2 separate regions of the Gasterosteus aculeatus genome follow, and region 1 is linked to region 2. The links are chromatin contacts, called in public Hi-C maps. All regions are on one chromosome and are shown on one strand. Each heading gives the region's core, a stretch centred on a gene start, on an enhancer-like site or on the middle of the called end of the contact. The rest is flanking DNA. Distances are from core to core; before and after follow the strand shown. Region 1 has its middle 10 kb from the start of dnah9l. Region 2 has its middle 6.6 kb from the start of epha4b.

Region 1 (5,570 bases), core at 2,634-5,133, 130 kb after region 2:
CCTTCATCCAGTGCCCATCAGATTTTGTGAATGAGGAAAATCTATATTTCATCTGAGAAGCTGAGGTGTTTGTGCACACGCTGAGTTTCTCTGTCATTAAGCCTAACCTCTGTGGCTCACCTAATCGGCTTGTTGCGTATTTGTGTACGTTCAATTCAGTATGTGAGGTTTTGAGAGAAGAAAGAATATGATGTGCGTGTCTGAGAGTCTGCGTGTGTGTTTGTGTAACTAGTGTTTGAGAGGTTGAGAGGTGAGGGAGAAGGAATCGAGGAAGAATTAAAGTTATCGACCGCCCATGGCATGCTCTTACACAGAGATCAAAGCTTAACCCTGATCAATGACTAATCCATTTCTGTGTGTGGGGGTTTGTATCATCTTTCTAGACAGCTACATTCATATTTTCAGACTCCAAATGTTTTATAAGCAGGTTGGATCTCAACCATTCCCTTTGATGTAAGAAGACTGAGGTCACGGTGGGGTCTCTGTGAGGCTAATGGTAACATCAGCTAGTATGCTGATAGTGGCAATGTTAACATGCTGATGTTTAGCAGGTTTAATGTGTATCATGTATACCGTCTTAATTCAGCGTGCTGGCAGGCTAATATCGGTATATTGGCACTATTAAAAGTCACGCTGACCTTTCGCAGGAATCAAACGCATTTCTCTCATTAGAATTTTGCCATGATGAAGATAAACGTAAAAGATCCTGGTGAGCGGACATGAATTTTTGATAAAATTCCATAAATGATCCACTGGGCACTTTTAAGGCCTCCATCTAATTTTCCGGGCAGTCCATTCAATAGTTGATAAATTTCATGGCGGCAGCAAGGGTAAAGCTAATTATTTATTGGTAATCCATCTGACGAGGCTAAACTGGAAACAACATGAAGATGCAGCTTACATCCATGTCTTTCAGACATTCGTGGTAAATTACAGTAACTGGAAAGTGTTTCGTGAGGTCACAGTGACCTTGAACTTTCACCACCGAATTTCAATTCAGTTCCTCCTCAATTCCAAAGGGGAGTTCGTGCCAACTTTGAAGAGATTCCCTCCAGGCGCCACAAGACAACCAAACGGTGTAGCAGACCATCCTTCACCCAGAGGGTTGCAAAACCGGTGCTACAACAAGCATCCCTTTCTGCTGAAGTGTCCTTGAGCAAGCGCTTGGAGCGTCGTTCTCCTGACCAGCATGAACCCTGCGTCACAGTAACGATCACTCAGAGTTCAACCAAATCACTTTCACTTTCCATACGCCAACAGAGCAGGAAGAAGTGTCTTTTTGCGAGCGAGGCCATCGGACTGCGGTGCAGTTAACCTACATGCGGCGTAAAAACTAATTGCCGGCCTCTGCAATGATTGCAAATGAATGACAGCGAAATGACAGACAATCAGACTGTGTTGCCCTGCGATTCCATTCATCAGGGTGAAATCTCAGTCTATCATTTTGCCTCTGTCTACCTTCATTAGCACATATTCACATGTAATGGCCGGGCACTGTGGTGGCCAATCAGACAAAGTAATGTAGTCGTTTGAAAGGAGGCTGGTGGTACGGTTAGTGTGTCGGTGTGTCTAATTCCCTACTTTGTTCTCAGACATATTTTAATGGAACTGTTGAAACATTTGGCTCCTTTCACCCCATTTGGCTAAATCACTGAGCGCGAAAAAAAAAATATATAGAATGCAATATGGTTATTACTCTTTCTCTAATCACATCATGGGGGGAGGTAAATGTCTTCGACGTGAAAGTGCTCGGCTCATGAGCTTTAGTCATCTTGTTTCCCGTAAAACTCAAAGAGACAAAGTGTCATTCTCTTTTTTTTCCCACAGTCACCTCACGATGCTCCCAAATGTATCCGCCAGCTGACACGACCACACGCGTGTCGTTTGTTATTTGGCTGAGAGGGTACCCAGGTGTGTTTTTCCTCTCTTCCTGCTTTGTTTTGTGGTCTCAATATCTCCAAGGTGAGCAAATAAAGATGACTCAGTAGAAACAACACTTTCACTCTGTGCCAAAGACCGGAGGACAAATCTGTACAAACATGCTTCTACTGTTTTTTTGGGGGGTTCTAATATCTGTGTGAATAGCAGAGCAGTATGTTTACGGCCACGTCGGAGTTATGTCAAATCCAATTCAACTATTGACACAAAGCACCCATGATGCACGTGTCCCCAGCGTTTATTTGGGTATTCATAAGCAACAAAAGGATGAGGAATCATAGGGAAATGTGTGGGACGTTCTCTGAAGCCTGATAGAGAAGCAGCCCCATCTTCAGGATTTAAGTGTGACTGGAAAACAAACTGAGCCCCCCCCCTCACCCCCAAATAAAGTAAATGTTTTGCATTCCAGTGCATCTCTTCTCGTCTCAGCAAAAGCCAATGAGCCTCCAGAGAGCAGCGCGCCGGTGAACTTGCTGTAAGAGGAAACTACCTGTGTCCGCCACGGCACAGAACAATGCAGTCTTTTTCTTTTTTTTTACAGAAAACACTGTATCCGCACATTTTGTAGGAGACGCTGCAGCACTTTGCCGGGTGTAATAAAGGTGTTCTCTTACACAGCGGTGACTTAGTGAACCATATCCTGGAAGAGGTCGGCCGAGGACTCAGCGTTCCTGAAAACAAGTTGCTGGGCTTCGCTGCAGCTCGAGAGCACAAACGCATGCACACGAATACGAAGTCAAGAGCAGAGCAAGCTCAGGATTTTATTTCACACACCCACCCTGGGAGATCGGCCGTGCTCTCTAACCCCTTCCTGTGTACACGGACCGGCCTCTCAAATATTACTGAGTCCAGACGGAGGGGGGGGGACCTTTGCAGAACAAAAGGAAGAAATGATAAAGAAGGGCTTGCTGGTGACACCCTGTCCTTTCACCCCCCTCTCTTGACTCAGTTATGGTCGGAGAAACACAACAAAGATGTAGAAAACTGGAAGGGAAAAAAATGGATTGACACGAAAGGGGTCATTTTTTGAAGAGGGGCAGATTGGGGGCGATGAAAGGGAGGGAGAGAGGAATGTTGCAAAGCGCAGTGGGGAAGAAGAGATGGAAAGAGGAATACGGACACAAGACCAAGAAAGTGAAAGGGATAAAGCAGAGTCACCTTGCCAAGAGGGGGTCAAAGTGAAGTCTCTTTGTAACGGGCCTGAGGTGTCAACAAGCCGCTTACATTTTATCAGAATAAAACTGCAAAACTGTGAGTATTATGATGGAGTTTAATTCCTCTAATCAACTGCACAGATCCGAGCCAATAGTGCTTGAGTGTGTATGTGTGCGTCCAAAAGAGCTGGCAGCCATCGATAGGTGTGAGACAGATGTGCGTGTCGGTCATTACTGTAATCGCTCCATTTACTTCATCTAGCCTGGGAGGGACGGCTGGTCAGCACCATCTGGACACAAAGACACACGAGCACATACAAGGCAATCGGCCGCCATGGTTGGGGTTTCGTGGGTAGTCAGCCAGCAACAGGAGGCAAGCTCTGAGACGATCATTACGCGTGTGTGTCTGTCTGTGACAGCGTGCATGCATTCGCCACCTTTGTCAACCCCCATCCCTTGTCTCCGCCATCCCTTTTTTTAATCCATTCTTTGGCCGCCTCGAGTCCAACTGCTCCCGTAATACATGAATCTGTCACGTTCCCCAGGGACTACAAGAGAAAATGAAAAAGGCTGCGAAGAGAAGTAAAGTGTGGACTTGTTCGAGACTCCCAATGCCTGAGGAGACGATGGTCGCCGTGGTGTGTGTGCGTGTGTGCGCGTGTGTGTGTGTGTGTGGATGAAAAATACAGGGACCTCAAGCTCATCTACATGTAATTTTCTCCCCTGACTGAGAACAGGGGAGGGGTGATGAGGAGAGGAGGAGAGGAGGAGTTGAGGGGAGAGACAGAGCGAGCCAGGATGAAGCTTCGGACTCAAGAGCGCCGGCTGATTGTCAAGCAACACGTAGCCATGGAAACGGCGAATGGAGAGATTGAGGAGGAGAGGTGAAGGAACAAGAGGAGAAAGAAAAGCAACGACGGCGACACTTCAGGTTACAACTAAATATCTGAGGGATCGGATTGGTGATTTGCGGTGCAACATTGGAGCGTAATATTACATCCAAGCACATGTGATGTTTCAGCTACAGTCAAGAGCTGGTAGTTTAAATGTTGCTTCGGGATACATTTCTTTCGATTTGCCCTTTTACTCCGGCTGTTTGCATTACTCAGCAACGACTCTGTTCAGATCTTCTCTTGAATATTTATCGCCAACAGCGGGCCAAGTGCATATCGCTATTCTGCTTTGGCTCCTCTGCTCCTTCATCACTCTACTCTCCGTCTCATCTGTAATTCTGTAAGCTCGCAGCCACTCCTCATTCTCTAAACCGTTAAACACCCTCCCTTATTCCCTTCTGTCTCTCCATTGGCTCCCTCTCCCGCTCCACTGTCCTGAGATGTCTTTTCCTGGCCTCCACCCGTCCGTCCCTGCAGAGCAGAGCTGACATTGGGTATGAGGTCAGACAGAGAGATGGGCAGCATGCTCCTGCTGTCAGCGGGGCTCAGAATGGGCTAAAATACAGTGTGTGTGTGTGTGTGTGTGTGTGTGTGTGTGTGTGTGTGTGTGTGTGTGTGTGTGTGTGTGTGTGTCTTGAGACACCCAGGGGACACCCTCACTAGCCTCGGGCTCCGGACAGGCAAACCTACACAAGCCCCCACACGTTCAGTCTCACAATTTTGTGGCCATGTGATAGCAGAGCACATATCGCATAGAGGGCATTCATTCAAGCTGCATAATGATGCAAATACACAACATGAAAAGTGTAAAGAGCGTTTCCCCAAAACCACACACACACACACACACACACACATAAGCACTCATTCAAACAGTTTGTGGCATGGGATTATAGATTTCAGAAAGGACAAATTCGCTTGGAGAACCGCCATGGATTATTGGCTGGCATGACCAGTGTTGTGAACAATGGAAATACTGTGTTCACTGATGACGATGAATGCTGAGCACTTTAACGTTCAAAATAAAGACGTAAACCTGTAAAGGTCATTCACATCTATTACGAATATTTACGTCACATGAAGAGAAAAATCGATTCCGTGAATTTAATCCACTGTTTAAAGCAGACATTGAGCCAAGAGGGAGTGATTGTAGAAAATGAAGTGGGTGTATGAACATGTGAATCCTGCATAATCTTGGTTAAACTGCATTTACACGGTGTAGGCAGTACTACAGATGAGGACATTTGACTTCTGTTTAATCATTCTTTAGAGGCGATGCTTAAAACATCCATTTGTAGGCATTGCATAACCCTGTGTATCCATCAATTTGTGAGAATAATGCGCTGACTTCTCCAGTCAGCCTTTTTTCAAACGGCAATATGATTAAATTCATGTTTTAAGGTTAAACGCAGAAAGTGGAGGATCTTTTAAAGGTTAATCATGGCTGCGATATTTCAAGTAACACAGAAATGTCCCATTCCTCCGTGTTTTCACATACATATGGCATAACATGCGTAATAGGATGTCATGGCTAGGGTCACTTTGGATTATATTTTAGGGACGCCATCAGAACCATTGTACCACACTG
Region 2 (5,572 bases), core at 468-2,967:
CAAGCGAGGGCAGCAGACGGAGCGCCGTGATGCCATTAAGCCTTTACTGCTGCGAGGATCGGAGATGTGGAGTAGGATGCAACGTGGAAAAGAGTACAAACTTTCACTGACAGCAACATATAACATATGACAGTCTCAAATTGGTATTATGCAAATTACCGTCAACGAAAAATTAGTATTTAGTCTTGTTTGCATTCAGAAATGATTTTAAATCAAGCATGTGATGCTGGTGATGCCGTATTGGAGCTTGTAGTACCCTCTATGACAACGGTACAAAGGACAGAGAGCCTAACAGGTGCGACGGGCAGTTCAAGCCTCATTGATGCCCACCTCAGATTTAAACAGGGTTACAACAACACCTCTCTTAAAAGTTTCAACAACTACTGAATGTTGTGACATTCTTGGAGGTGCTTTATCACAGGATTGTATTTGAGATGATTCGTTTTAGCCAAGTGTACAATTGTCTATATACCAAGACTTATATCCATCTCTCTCTTTCTTTTTTTCTCCTTTTGATTCTGATCTGTATGCTGATACATGTTCTCCTCTTCTCCCTCAAAATGACAGACTGTCCCCCGAAAAATACTTCATCTGCTCCACTCAATTTGAATTGGACTTCAAATGTGTATTTGACACCATGGCGCAAAATGAACAAAGACCCTCTTCCTCCCGTTGAACGTCAGACGCACACCATAAAACGTTGACACGTCCACTCGGTGTTTCCAGTTCGGCGCACTAGATGGCGCACTTCCCCTGCACTACGCGAATGGAAGCGGAGCTTGACAGCCTCTGAGAGAGTCATCCAAATTTAGCCCAGTAGTCGAGAGTGGCAAAAAAAGTACTGCAACCCCCAGGCTATAGCTGACATTATTATGCTCTTCATGGCAAAACAGTACGTTGTGCAGCTAAAGAGATAATATGTCAGTTGCCCTTGAATAATTTAGACTCCCCATGTTAGACACACAGTGCTTGAATAAAGCCCACGATTTGGATTTTGCGTTTTCTAAACTGTTTAAAAACCATATGTGTGTCTTTCCACTGGCTGACGATGAGTCCACTAATTGATGTTTGTGTGTCGTCGCCAATCTCACGTCTCCCTTTGGTGATGATGGCATTTTAAATGAAGATGTGCTTGAGAAATGCTATTTGAGGAAGATCAAAGCGAACGTGTCCCTTTTAGAGCGCCTATGTGACTCCATTGCAGCGAGGTCTCCCTCTCTCCTCATCCCTCTTGTTATTTGTGCGCTTTGATCATACAGTCCATTCAGTGCATTTCTCACCCTCTTGCTTCTTGTTTCTGTCCTTAAGCTTTGTCAAGTACGTGTCCTATGATTGCCCTTTTCATCTCCACCAATGCCACCACTTTTCTGGTCTTTTCTGCCCACGTAGACCCCCTGCCCCCTAAAAACCCTCTGCCTAAAGCTCCCTCTCTTCCCCCCGTGTCACCCTGCCATTCACTACTCTGTTGGGTTAAGCAGGGTCATATCAAAGCCTTAAGGCCTAAATGCGAGGCGGTGCATGTGTGCATGAGAAAGCATGGTTCCTCCTGCTTCAGCTAGATTATTCTAAGTCTCTGACCTCTGGGTGGTGAGAGGGGCCCATGTTTGGAAACACAGGCACTTGTCTTTGTCTCTCGAGCCCGGTTGGAGGGAGCCACGCCGGGAGGGACGCACTCGGCCTGTCCTCAGGCTGCCGGTGTGTCGTCCGATCCTCAGCACCACCACCACCACCACCACCTTAATATTAATAAGCCGTGAATAAGCAGACAGCTGGCTAGGCTGGGAAACACTATCATATCACACACATCACACACATACAAACACACACAGAACAACAGGATGAGTTTGGCTTGCAAGCGTAAACATTGATCCCGAGTCCCGTCACTGTGAGTCAATCTGGCCCCAATGGCCATTCAAGTGTATCTGCTTGATCTGATGTTTCCCGATAAGAGAGATTCCTCCGAGGGTGTGTGTGTGTGTGTGTGTGTTTGGGAGTTATTGATTGTTGAGTGACATGGTACTATAGATCCCAAGCAGCTGTTAGGAGTTTAAATGAGGCCTATAGCATATAATTAAATCTGTTTTATAGTGTTGAAAGAAAAGTGTGTTTTTTTCGCCCCCTTTTTTTATCCTCTAAAGTGTTTGTGTGCTTTGCATTGCACGTTGCATTCGGTTGGAGGTGAAGATGCCTTCGGACTGACAAACATCTGATTGATTAGCCTCTGTCTGATTGGGTACAGTGGCCTTGACCGCCTGTCATTGAACTCACATTAGATTCTCTCCTACATTCAAACAATTGTCACGACCGGACGGTGGACGGGAACCCAAATGCACGACTCACACAACGTGGTGCGAAAAAAGAATCAAAGTTTATTAACAAAAGGACAGGGCATGGCCGCTGAAATAAAAATCACTCGTGGGCGAGGAAAAACCGATCTAGAGACAAAAACTGAAAGCAGGCTCAATTAATGGTGTCGACAAAAAACGAGGCAAGACTGTGGACATACGTAGCGCTGGCACGGTGGCTTGGGACAAGACGAACTGGCACAGGACAGAGGGAGACTCAGACAATATATACACACACATAGGGGAAGTGCACAGGTGGAGACAATCAGGGGAGGGGCGACAATCACACCGACACAAGAGGAAGGGGAAAGTTGCCTGAAACAAGGGGAAGGTTCATTTTCCAAAATAAAACAGGAACTCACGAGACGGACACGAGACAACCTAACTAACATCTTTTTCTGGACATGACAACAATGAGCTGCACGTGTGCAGGAAAAAGTCCAAAGGAGTTCCGAAATCTTCGGCCATTGCTTCTGAGGTTTCTCCTCTAAGAAAATCGTCTTAAAGTAAAACCCACCTCAAGCCATTTTCATCAAAGTTTCTGCTTTCTGAATCTTTCTGCGTTTCTGATCCTTCTCTCTAGACAGAGGGTGTTTGGACACGGCAACGTCTGATTTACAGCAAGTCTAATGTTCAGCACGTTAGTACAGCTGCTCCTCAACAACCTCACAACTGACCGCTGTCCTGGCGTCACAATGGTGGATGGAGCGCCCGTTGACCCCAAGATGGCAGAAACTCAACACATCTTACACACAGACTGTTTGTAAATGTAACACTAGAAGAAGTTCTGCAGTTATTCTGAAATTGATTTCTGGTTTATGTTCAAAAGGTTTAATGCCCTCATTGTAAGACACTTTTTAAAAATTATTATTATTTGAATATGAATCATCAAAGTACTTTAAACACATTCCTGCCTGAAGGGGACAGGAATATGTTCAACTTTTTGGCAGCCCGTCCATTAATTGTTAAAACCTGTCTGACTGGAACAAAGTGACAGAGCAACATTGCCTACATGGATCCAAGCCACTAGCCTACATTTTTGGGGGAATCTTTAATGTTCAGATATCTGAAAGTAGAGACCTGAGCCCCCCCCACCGTGACACTCCTGGTACATTACTATTTAAACACCTGTCTTGTATTTTCACTGACAATATCCTAACTGTGCAGGTCTTTTAAAAAGCCAGTGATACCTCCATGAGGCTTCCATGGAGGAATGCTTAAGACTGCAATGTCACCGGGTGGTTCAGATTATATCATATCTCTGAGTTGAATACATCAGCACTGAAAAGCATCAGCCCTCCAGTCTATCTTTGTGACTGTAATAGTTCTAGTTGCGACATCCAAGGCCACCACAGCAACACCTCAGTGGAAAGTCTTTTAGCTCCTGATTCCATTTCCTTTGACCCTACAGGGTCCATATTTGTATGGAGGATACTTGTACACATGTACACGCACACACACACTGACACACAAATGTACTTTCAGATGGCGGAGGTTGTGTGGTTATGAGCACCGTTACCACAGGTAATCAGATCACGGCACAGAAGGAATGATGTGTTTACATTATCAACACTGAGACAGGACGGAGTGAGGACAGCGAAGAGGAGGGGAGGACAAACGTGACGTCGACATTGGCTAGAAGGAGGTAAAGTGAGCGGGTGTGAAAGGAACACAGGCGCGTGCACAGCAGGAGGCAGAGCGAGTAAAGTACGAAAATGAATGACAAACGATGGGGCAGAAGGGAGGAGACAGAGAAGAAGAGGGAGTCTGCCCGTCGATCAGATTACCAACCAATCATTTGACTGAGGATTGCTTTGAACTGAAACCTGGAGGATCACTTTTGCTTCCAGACACACACACACACACACACACACACACACACTCTCGTAGATGCACTCAGTATCGTTTCCACACAGTGTGCATGGAGATAAATGTGTCTCGCTCGCATCCAGTCTGGTGTTAAGTGCACGTATTAGCGCGTATCAGCATTCATGTATGTGCTGTGTGTGTATGTGTGTGTGTGTGGGGGGGTGTTTCTGAGTGTAAGTAAGTGAATGAGTAATGTGTGAGTGATGGATGGATGATAATGCCCATTTACCCTCTCTCAAAAGGGCTCAAAGCGCTTCGATGTCTCGCCCGGCTCACACATACACACTGAAACACAGAGTTGTGTTTGATAAGACAACGGCCCTCTTAGTCATTGTGTATTGTGCACGAATCTTGTCGCTTCTTACGTTGCGCCCCTCGCTGCATTTATCTTCCTCCATCCTTTATCTTGAACCGTCGCATCTCTCTCTCTCTGCATCTTTCTCTCCGCCTTGCTGTCTGTCTCTTAGTGATGGAGCTAATTTGTTTAGCACACAAAGAGTGTCTGTCCATTAGCCAGCGTGGGCCCTTTCTGTGCCCCGAGAGATGGTGACAGATCCCAGCAACATGTGTATCTGCTCAGTGTGCATCATTACGCCTCTGTGTGTGATGGAAAGGTGGAAAGCTTCCTGGGAAATCGTTTGTGTAAAATAAAGAAATGTTCCTGATTCTGTCATTGCACTGGTTTGCCTGATCTATATCTGCCAATAGAAAGACTTTCTCCACACCTGCACTTTACTGAAGTACTTGACTCCCCTCTCTGGGAATGTACTTATTTTCTGCATTTTTGGCATTTACACTTTCCCGGCTGCAACATTACAAAATGTATCCTGCTAAATGCTGCCTGCTGTTTATGGAGAAACAGTTTTTGTAATTTGAAGAGAAGACGATTGAATAATTTAAGGTGGGGTTTTCCCCTCAGCAGCTCACTCCTCCTATTCATGTCCTGCGTAGCTCCAGACACCGAGGACCGAGGATTAACTCTCACGGAGGCATCAGCGACTACCTAATGCGACGGGAGACCTGGCGACGGCGCGTGATCCGTATGTACGACAGGGAGGCCTAAATCCCTCTCATATCCAACCCGATCTCAGCCAGCATATTAATATAAGGCCCTGTGCAAGCCAAGCATGATTGAGCGCCCAGTTTGGCATCTCTCCCTCTTCTCCCTGCAACAGACTGTCATGATCACTCCATCCTTCCTTTCTCCATCCGTGTTCACATTTACATATATGACATTCAAGGTCGGATCAAAATAGATCTTTACATAGCCTACAGGCTATATAAAGATCTATTTTTTTTTAAATTCTTGCCCACCTCACCCTCACCTCGTGGTGAATCTGAACGTTTTCTCATCGACC

What was found. A called contact is a pair of places that touch in the nucleus more often than the background predicts.
Region 1: a Hi-C map of skeletal muscle shows a contact between it and region 2, with 5 times the contacts expected there. The contact joins two enhancer-like sites. A contact is called at or near these places in 2 of 6 Hi-C or Micro-C datasets (skeletal muscle and tail fin).

The regions. Positions count from the first base shown.
Region 1 is chr3:8,933,163-8,938,732 of fGasAcu3.hap1.1, forward strand. No RefSeq gene overlaps it. Among protein-coding and RNA genes, the nearest start is that of dnah9l, 10 kb to the right of the region's middle. Within about 2 kb of position 3,884, at least 3 of the 9 cell types and tissues checked have open chromatin away from gene starts, as enhancers often do.
Region 2 is chr3:8,801,279-8,806,850 of fGasAcu3.hap1.1, forward strand. No RefSeq gene overlaps it. Among protein-coding and RNA genes, the nearest start is that of epha4b, 6.6 kb to the right of the region's middle. Within about 2 kb of position 1,718, at least 1 of the 9 cell types and tissues checked has open chromatin away from gene starts, as enhancers often do.